Linked DNA regions of Zea mays: regions 2 and 3 are each linked to region 1. A link is a contact called in public Hi-C data. All regions are on one chromosome and are shown on one strand. Each heading gives the region's core, a stretch centred on a gene start, on an enhancer-like site or on the middle of the called end of the contact. The rest is flanking DNA. Distances are from core to core; before and after follow the strand shown.

Region 1 (2,703 bases), core at 73-2,572:
TGAATTTCAAATGAATTTCAAAAAACTGGCTAAAAAATTGTTACTGGTCTGGTCCGATAAGAAGAAACCGTTTTTTTATCCCTGTCGTGCAGGTCCCAAGCCCTCGCGCGCAGGGGAGAATCCACAAAACAACACTGGTTTGAGAAGACGTTTAGAAAATAGTATCCATTTTCAAGCATTTCATAGAATAGCACCGGTTTCACCAAATTATTTCAGAAAATAACACCCTATCTATATTTTGCATTTTTTATTGCTTACACCACATATAGATAGACCAAATTATCCCTATTCATTTCACATCCTATTTTTATCTCTTATGTCCATAAAAACATAAACTGATAAAACATATAAGCTCTATTTTTATGGACTAATTCCATGTATGCCATCAAAATGTATTTTCATCCCTTGTGTGCCATGGGTGGCATATAAGATTTTTTTGTGTGTGTGACATGTGGGACCAGTGACACATAAGAGATGAAAATAATTCCCGATGGCATACATGGAATTACCCTTATTTTTATAGTGTTAAACATACAAATAGGCACATATTTTTTTATGAAGGAAAAAGTTTAGATTTAACCGTTGAATTTCAAACCTAAATATTTTCAACATCAAGCTACTAAAATTTAGACATACTTGGTTCATCGAATGGTCTTCAAATGTACTTTCTCTGTTCCTTTTTATTTGACGTGGTTGTTTTTTTCAAAAACTTCAATCATTTGTCTTATTAAAAAAATATGTTGTATAAAAACTACTCCCTCCATCCCAGAATATAGTTTTGAAGTTTAATTGTTAAATCTAAACTTTATCCTTACAAAATATTTGTGTTTATTTGTATGTTTAATATTATTCTTAATAATATAAAATAGTGTTCATATATTTGTACGCATTTATGTTGTTCTTATGGACTGAATAGATAAAAAATAAGGCTGGGAAATGATAGGGGCAATTTGGTCCAGTTTTTGTGAGCTGAGAAATAAAAGAATGAAAAAATATAGATGAAATGCTGTTTCTAAATTTATTTGATGAAACTGATGCTGTTTTTAAAATTGCTTGAAAACGAGTGATATTTTATTTAGTACTAGTTTGGAACCATATTTTTCCAAGTGATTTCTATTTTTTTATAGAAAATTAATTTATTTTTTCTTGGGAAAATGAAAATTCTTAGAAAAAAATGTGGTTAGCCTAGCCTTAGATTGTTTCAAAGTAGCGATGTTTTGTGGATTCCCAGCACATGGGCGGTTGACACGGACACCGTGGAGTGGACACGGTCCCGCCGCTCCCCGCCTTCAACCCCGCGCCCCCACCAGGTGGATGGATCGAGTTCCGCAGCGATCCGCGCCTTTTTATTGGCGAGCCTGCACGCGGCCTTGCCCTCCCAGGAAGGGAGGCCGAACTGAGCAGTTCGACCAGGCAGCCATCCACCTCCAACCCCCCTTCGCCTGCGCAAATCGTTACCATCCCAGCGAGAAAGATGGCGCGCGTCTCCAATGCCAAGAAGCGGCAGGGCGCCAAGCCCGCCTCCGCGCTCAGCAGCACCGACACCAGCACCGCCGCAAAGAGGAAGGCCGAGGACGACCGCCCCGTGCGCGTCTACGCCGACGGCATCTTCGATCTCTTCCACTTCGGCCACGCCCGCGCCCTCGAGCAGGCCAAGATGCTGTACGGTCCCTTCTCTTCTACCCCTCCCCCTCACTTTCTTCATGTCAGATCGGCCCCAATGACACATCGATTTGATATCCATCCATCGATATCGATGCCTCGGACTCAAGAGTCTCAGATTAGATCAGATCTGCACGACGCCGGCCGCGGCGCGCTTGCCGCTCCCTCAGGCTCGTCTTGCGCGTGCCCGCCAAACCCACGCCGCCCCGCCGGAGTTGACATCTCAACAACCTCCATCACCTTGATCTGGATGCGCTTGATTCCATGCGTGCCAGTGCCATCCGTTTCGTTTTGATTCTGACGTGTCGTTTTGCGACACCTCGCAGGTTCCCCAACACCTATCTTCTCGTCGGATGCTGCAACGACGAGCTAACCTACCGCTACAAGGGCAAGACCGTCATGACCCAGGAAGAGCGATACGAATCCCTGCGGCACTGCAAGTTAGTAAATATATATATACACTCTTTTGTTTGTTACTAGTGCTAGCTACTAATTCAGATTCAGAAAAGCAAAGCATCTCTCATTTTCCCCTTATTATTCATCGTTACAGTATGATGCACAGTCTAGTATTAACATGTTCGGTCATTTCTAACTAGCATGCCCAATTTGTCAGTAGGGACCTCCTTCTGTTGTGTCCTCTGTTCTTAAGGCGTCGCCTAGGCGTCAGGGCGGTGGTCTAACGTCTAGGCGCCTTGCCCGCCTACCTCGCCTAGGCGTCCAGGCGGTGCTCCAACGCCTTGGACCGCCTTACCGCTTTAAAAACCATTGTTGTGTCTGTGTGATATGTGCGTGCGCGCTTGAATTTGCGAGCATTCTGTATTCATAAAATTGTGCCTGCTTTGCTGCCAAAATTGTACAAAGATGCATCATATTATACTATCTGTATAACAAGATCCAACAGCACAACAAGTCTAGTTGTATTTTCCCTTTTCGTGTGTGAGGCGTTTTGCTTCATGACTCAGAGCAGACCTCTCCTGCAGCTTAGGTTTCTCATTCTTTTCATATCCTCTAAATTGAGGATACTGTATAATTACATGCTGC
Region 2 (2,703 bases), core at 86-2,585, 510 kb after region 1:
AACTCATTAAAAATAGGCCCGACTGTTGCTGGCCCGGACGGTCCGCGCTCACGTGCGGACGGTCCGGGCATGTGCAGATCGGCTGGTTTGCTGCCGATTTGCGGTTGCTTAGGGTATGTGTCCATCGGCATCCCATACAGGGGTTGTGACTGGTCGTGACAACCTGTAGCCGATGTGTTACACGCGTTATCTCCTAACTCAACCTCGTGCGAAGGAAAATTTGCGTTACTAGATTTATCAAATGCACGTACTAGTCTCTTAATATCGCTTTGCATACCCCTATGGTGTTCTGCATTTGTTCACGCTGATCTTCTACATAATTTCTAAGAGATTGCAGATCGTTGGTATTACTTACATTGGGGATATCTGGCGTGGGTTGGAGCGAAGCCGGATCCGTCGCCCGATGTCGGACGACCTTGTTGTTCCTGTCCACTTTGAAGTTGGCCAAGAACTTTGCTTTCGCCTCCTGGATCATCCGCTCCTTGTGCTCCTCAAACTGGAGCTGCTCGTCAGCCGGCAAGGTTTCCCAAGTCGGCTCTATGATGTTGCTTGGAGAAATATCAGAGCTATCCCTTGAACCGGCCATTGAGGGCCGATTTGATAAGCTTAGATATGTCTTCCCCAGCGGAGTCGCCAAAAAGTATGTTGACGCCTTTTCGGAGCGCCAAATACTCAAGAAGAACCGACGGTGGTGCTCTTTGGTCAGGCGCGGACGGTCCGCGGCCTGGGGCCGGACGGTCCGCGACTTGGCGCAGGGGCTAGGTTTTCCTGCCTGACGTCCGGACGGTCCGCGCCCTGGGGCCGGACGGTCCACGCGTGCGCAGGGGCGGCGGAAGATCGCCGGCGACGCCTGGATCTCGCTCCCGGGAGGGACCCCGTCGGGGAGGAGAGATCCTAGGGGTTGTCTAGGCTCGGGCCGGCCGACCTAGACTCCTCTAATCGACGTAGAGTCGAGGAGAGGCGGAGAATTTGGGGATCGAGAGGCTAAACTAGAACTAGACTAGAACTACTCCTAATTGTACTGGAAATAAATGCGAATAGAAGTTGTATTGATTCGATTGTTGATGATACAAATCGGCCGTAGACCTCTCTATTTATAGAGGAGGGGGGCTGGACCCTTTACACAACTGATTCCGAGCTAATTCCGCGAATATAGCTAACAACCGTAGCACAAAACTCGGAACCCTAATCTGTTCTGCGCACGCGCGGACCGTCCGGCCCACAGGCGCGGATTGTCCGGACCGCGGACCGTCCGGCCTCAGAGCCGGACCGTCCGCAGCTCTTTTTTGGTTCGAACACCATCCATTGTTAAGCTTGACACAGAGAATCCAAATAAATTATAATTTAGGAGGGTCATTCTAACGTCGTCTTATATCAGATAAAATGGTTTTCGCGTACCCATTAGTTCATGAGCGCTCTTAGTTCATTACCATATGTACTCGTGTTGGTGCGTTCGCCCCGTAGCAGCCGTCGGGCTTCTCTGCCTTGTACTTGCGATCGAGTCCAGACCTGCGGAGATAGATCTACTAGTCGACCGATCCGGATCCTTCCCTTCCGTCTCACGGCAAGTATCTTCCCTCTTCCCCTCTGCTCCTGCCAGGCTGCCACACCTCCGCCAGCGCTAGGGTTTTCATTTTCACTCGCTGTTGCTGGTGGTTGTTACCCTTCCTCTCTCTCTCAGCCGTCACCCTCGGAGCCGCAGTCGCCGTAGCAGATCTTCTCTCTAATCCTATCGGTCAACAGCTGCTTGCTCGGGACGGGAACCGGAGGTGGGGTTGCGATGGCGCTGCAGTACGTGGAGGCGCAGCGGCAGTTGCGCCCGGACCTCTCCGACTGGTACGCCTCCCTCGCCGACCTCTACCAGCGGAAGCTATGGCACCAGCTCACCCTCAAGCTCGACCAATTCTTACAGCTCCAGGTCGCACAGGTTCGCTTCCTTTTCCTCCTCTATCTCTCCCACCGCCTTCCTCATCTTAGGGTTAGTTAATGCTTTACAGATGGGGATGCCTGACAGATGGATTACAGACGCCTTCGTTCATAAGGCGGATCTCGCCGCAAACCCACCCCGCCTCCTAGACTTCCCATGTTTTAGTAAGATTTAAGAGTTTTGACTGGATAATTGTTGCCAGCCTAATCATTTTGAGTTACTTATGTGGGGGAAAATGCATACAAGTCTCCAGTATTCAGTCAATTCTTTGTTGCTCATGGTTCTCAATTCAATTCCGATGTACTGTGAGTTTCACCAGCCTGCGTCTTGGACACATGAAACTTTATGCATGTTATTCGAGTACCCTTCTGCAGCTCCAGTTTGCTTTAGCCAAACATAATTGATTTGCATAAAATTTGGAATAATTGGATCTATTAAAAAATTATCAAGCAGTTGTTCTGGTTATCCTCATTTGGGTGCTACAATTGATATCTATCACACATATTACTTGAATTTCCACTGAACTAAAGATGCTGTATGTATGTGCAATTGCTGAAGAGCAATGATGTTGAAGGAAAACCAGAGCAGGCTGAGTTCCTTCTTTCAATTGTTCATTGCCTTGTTTAAAAAATTCCTAAACCAATTATCGTTATCTCATATGCCTATTTGTTTTATCAAGAGTTTCTTTATCCTCTAGTGGGCTTGCTGATCATTCTGGTTGTTTATAAGTATTACTTACTCGTTGGTGGGTTGACTACCGATGATGATTGAAAGCT
Region 3 (2,703 bases), core at 118-2,617, 430 kb after region 1:
GCCTGCCAGTGCCCTTTTGTTGTGTCACCCTGCCGATCGTTGACGCTCGAACGTCGACCCCTCCCGAAGATCAGGCTTCTGTTGCGTGTCTCCCGACCGCGACCACCTCGACTTTGGCTACCTCGGCATCTAGGGGCTATCGTCTTCTTGGAGCACACACCGGTCTCTACTCTAGCCGCAACATTCGCACCATTACGACGCTGCGACTGCGGGGGGATTTCAACCCGTCGGCTCCTACATTCGGCCTCTACTCTAGTCTCATCGTGTGTGGTGCCCCCGTTGTGACTGCGGGAGGATGTTAGACTGTGTGTGTGGGCTGACACCACTGTTGGACTGCCGACCCATTAGAGTTAGGGTTGAGTCAATATATATTGTATCCCATCTATTATCGATACAACAGTTCACTCTTCTACACCGACAACCCGTACCCGTTGGATTGAAGTCTTTGGTACTTTTCTCTGTAACACGCAAAACACATTCGTTTTTTGGATTTTGGGTACCATTACATCTCTGACGACAGGAGCGCTTGGTTGGTACTAGGCTCGCAGACGAGGCTGGTTTTGTTGTTACGGGAACCCCATGTCCGCCCCGCAAAATCATGCTTTATGGCAGATGCGGACCAGCTGCAACTTGTTTGCGGCAGCATGTGAACTGTTCCGCGAAGCCCATTGGACGAGAGCCCGCAGCGTCCCGCAAGAATGCAGCAGCATGTGAGCTGCTCAGCGGCGAAGCCCATTGGATGAGAGCGCAACGTCCCGCAAGAAGGCAAGAACCCGCAACGATGCTTGTGACCTGTCTGGCTGCCTCTGCAGCAGCAAAATATCCAACGGCAACCCGCTCCATGTTCAGGTGACCTGCCGGCGGGTGTCTATGGGCTTTGAGCTCAGGGTGTTGGGCGCGGAGGAGGACGAGGAGTTCATGTTCCCGGCGGCGACCCCGTGTAGAGTGTAGTGCTGCAGGGCCCTGGGTAGCACGGCCGATCTCGCCGTCCGTTCACGCATGGCTGCAGCCGGCGACGTCCACCAAGTTCGAGCGCAGAGCAGGAGGATGACGACGAGCACGCGCACCCGGCCGCTGTGGTTCTGTCCGTTTCCGGCTTTCCGCCCCGGGTCGTGGACAGCCACAAATCCGACCCCCGCGGCCGTACGTCGCTTTCCTCGAAGAAGAGGATGAGAGATTGTATTGATCGATCAAGTGAGGTGAGGGTCTCTCGCAGCCCAACGTTCTCAATCCCAACCCCATCCTCGCTCGCTGCCATGTCGATAATTTCTAGCCACACTTCCATCGCTCGCTCTCGTTCAGTAGCTCCTATCCCATCCCGACGAATGGAGTCTCCGTCACCACCTCGCCTGCTAGCCTCCTCCGTCTGCTCAAGACGAGGGAGGAGCAGAGACCGAACTCTGCCGTCTCTTCCTCCTCCCTCTGCACCCCCACGAGCTCCATGGCCGCCACCGCCATGATTGGGATTACCAACCTACGTTGCCGCCACGACCCGCTCTCCTCCCTTCCCCGGGCTACGTCGTCGGCCGCCCGGTCCTGTACGCTGCTTCCTCCTCGATGCCGCCGCCATTCTTCTTGCTGCTCCCCTTCCTCCTCCGTCTCTCCGTGCCGGGCCCGGGTCCGACCAACAGCAGCACTGAAGCGCATCCCTGCCGCCGACACCGGCTTCATGGGTCCAGCCAACAATGAGGCCACCACGCTTAAACGATCATCGTCGGCCGACCTTCGCCGCCGCCTTATCGTCCCCAGCTCCACCGCTGGCACCGGACACGCCGCCAGTGCTTCCACAGGAGTGCTGCCCGCCGTGAGAAGACGCTTTCCTTTATATTTGACACATCGTTCTCTCTCTCTTCAAGAATCGAACCTGATGCTTGTATATATGCAGATTATCGGGGTGGCGCATCTGCTCGTGTCGCTGGGCATTCTGCTCGCCATGGACAAGTTCCTCAAGCAGGCATTCGTCGCCGCGTCCATCAAGTTCCCGAGTGCCCTTTTCGGCATGTTCTGTGTCTTCTCGGTGCTCGTAGTCTTCGACACATTCGTGCCTCCTCTCGCGAAGGCGTTCATTGGCTTCTTTGAGCCCGCCACGCTGTTCATCCAGAGGTGGCTGTCCTTGTTCTACGTCCCGACACTGGTCGTGCTGCCGCTCGCCGTCGGGGATATTCCAGCGGCCTCAGGAATCAAGATCCTTGCAATCACTTGTATGAATGAGTCCTTTTCATCGCGTATATATATATATATATATATATATATATATATATATATATATATATATATATATATATATATATATATATATATATATGCTGTCGGGATCTTCTGTGCTAGCCGTTATGTTTAGCTATTCATGGGATGTGAAACTACTTTTTCAGTTGGTGGCTGGTTTGCTACCCTGACGGTGGCAGGATATACAGTGTTAGCCATGCGAAAACTCGTGAAGACAGAGCTTCTTGCACCATCGGAGCCCACGAAGAAGCCGTCGCCGTTTTCCACGTCGGAGATCTGGGCATGGTCAGCTATATTCGTCGCGTCGTTCGGCGTCGCATGTTTCAATCCCACGGCGTTTGGTACCACGGCAAGAACATGCCTTCCTTTCCTGCTTGCTGCTAATGTGCTGGGATACATGGTTGGTTCTGGGTAAATACGTACGCTTGTATAAACTCGATCGATCAATAGGATCCCAAGTATGCAGTTAGTTTTGGA

What was found. Hi-C and Micro-C count contacts between places; a contact is called where the count stands out from the background.
Region 2: a contact with region 1 is called in a Hi-C map of ear, with 2.5 times the contacts expected there. The contact joins the promoter of LOC100283395 here to the promoter of LOC100283945 in region 1. A contact is called at or near these places in 4 of 25 Hi-C or Micro-C datasets (ear, leaf and tassel).
Region 3: a Hi-C map of bundle sheath shows a contact between it and region 1, with 2.6 times the contacts expected there. The contact joins the promoter of LOC100383166 here to the promoter of LOC100283945 in region 1. A contact is called at or near these places in 4 of 25 Hi-C or Micro-C datasets (bundle sheath, ear and leaf).

Annotation. Positions count from the first base shown.
Region 1 is chr1:107,277,235-107,279,937 of Zm-B73-REFERENCE-NAM-5.0, reverse strand. LOC100283945 (choline-phosphate cytidylyltransferase B) reads left to right here and starts at 1,322. Exons shown (of 8, transcript NM_001156843.2): 1 at 1,322-1,662; 2 at 1,989-2,102. The coding sequence starts at 1,475.
Region 2 is chr1:106,765,849-106,768,551 of Zm-B73-REFERENCE-NAM-5.0, reverse strand. LOC100283395 (26S proteasome non-ATPase regulatory subunit 13 homolog A) reads left to right here and starts at 1,335. Exons shown (of 8, transcript NR_178211.1): 1 at 1,335-1,564; 2 at 1,744-1,927.
Region 3 is chr1:106,845,151-106,847,853 of Zm-B73-REFERENCE-NAM-5.0, reverse strand. LOC100383166 (Plastidal glycolate/glycerate translocator 1 chloroplastic) reads left to right here and starts at 1,367. Exons shown (of 8, transcript NM_001175831.1): 1 at 1,367-1,804; 2 at 1,886-2,201; 3 at 2,373-2,637. The coding sequence starts at 1,442.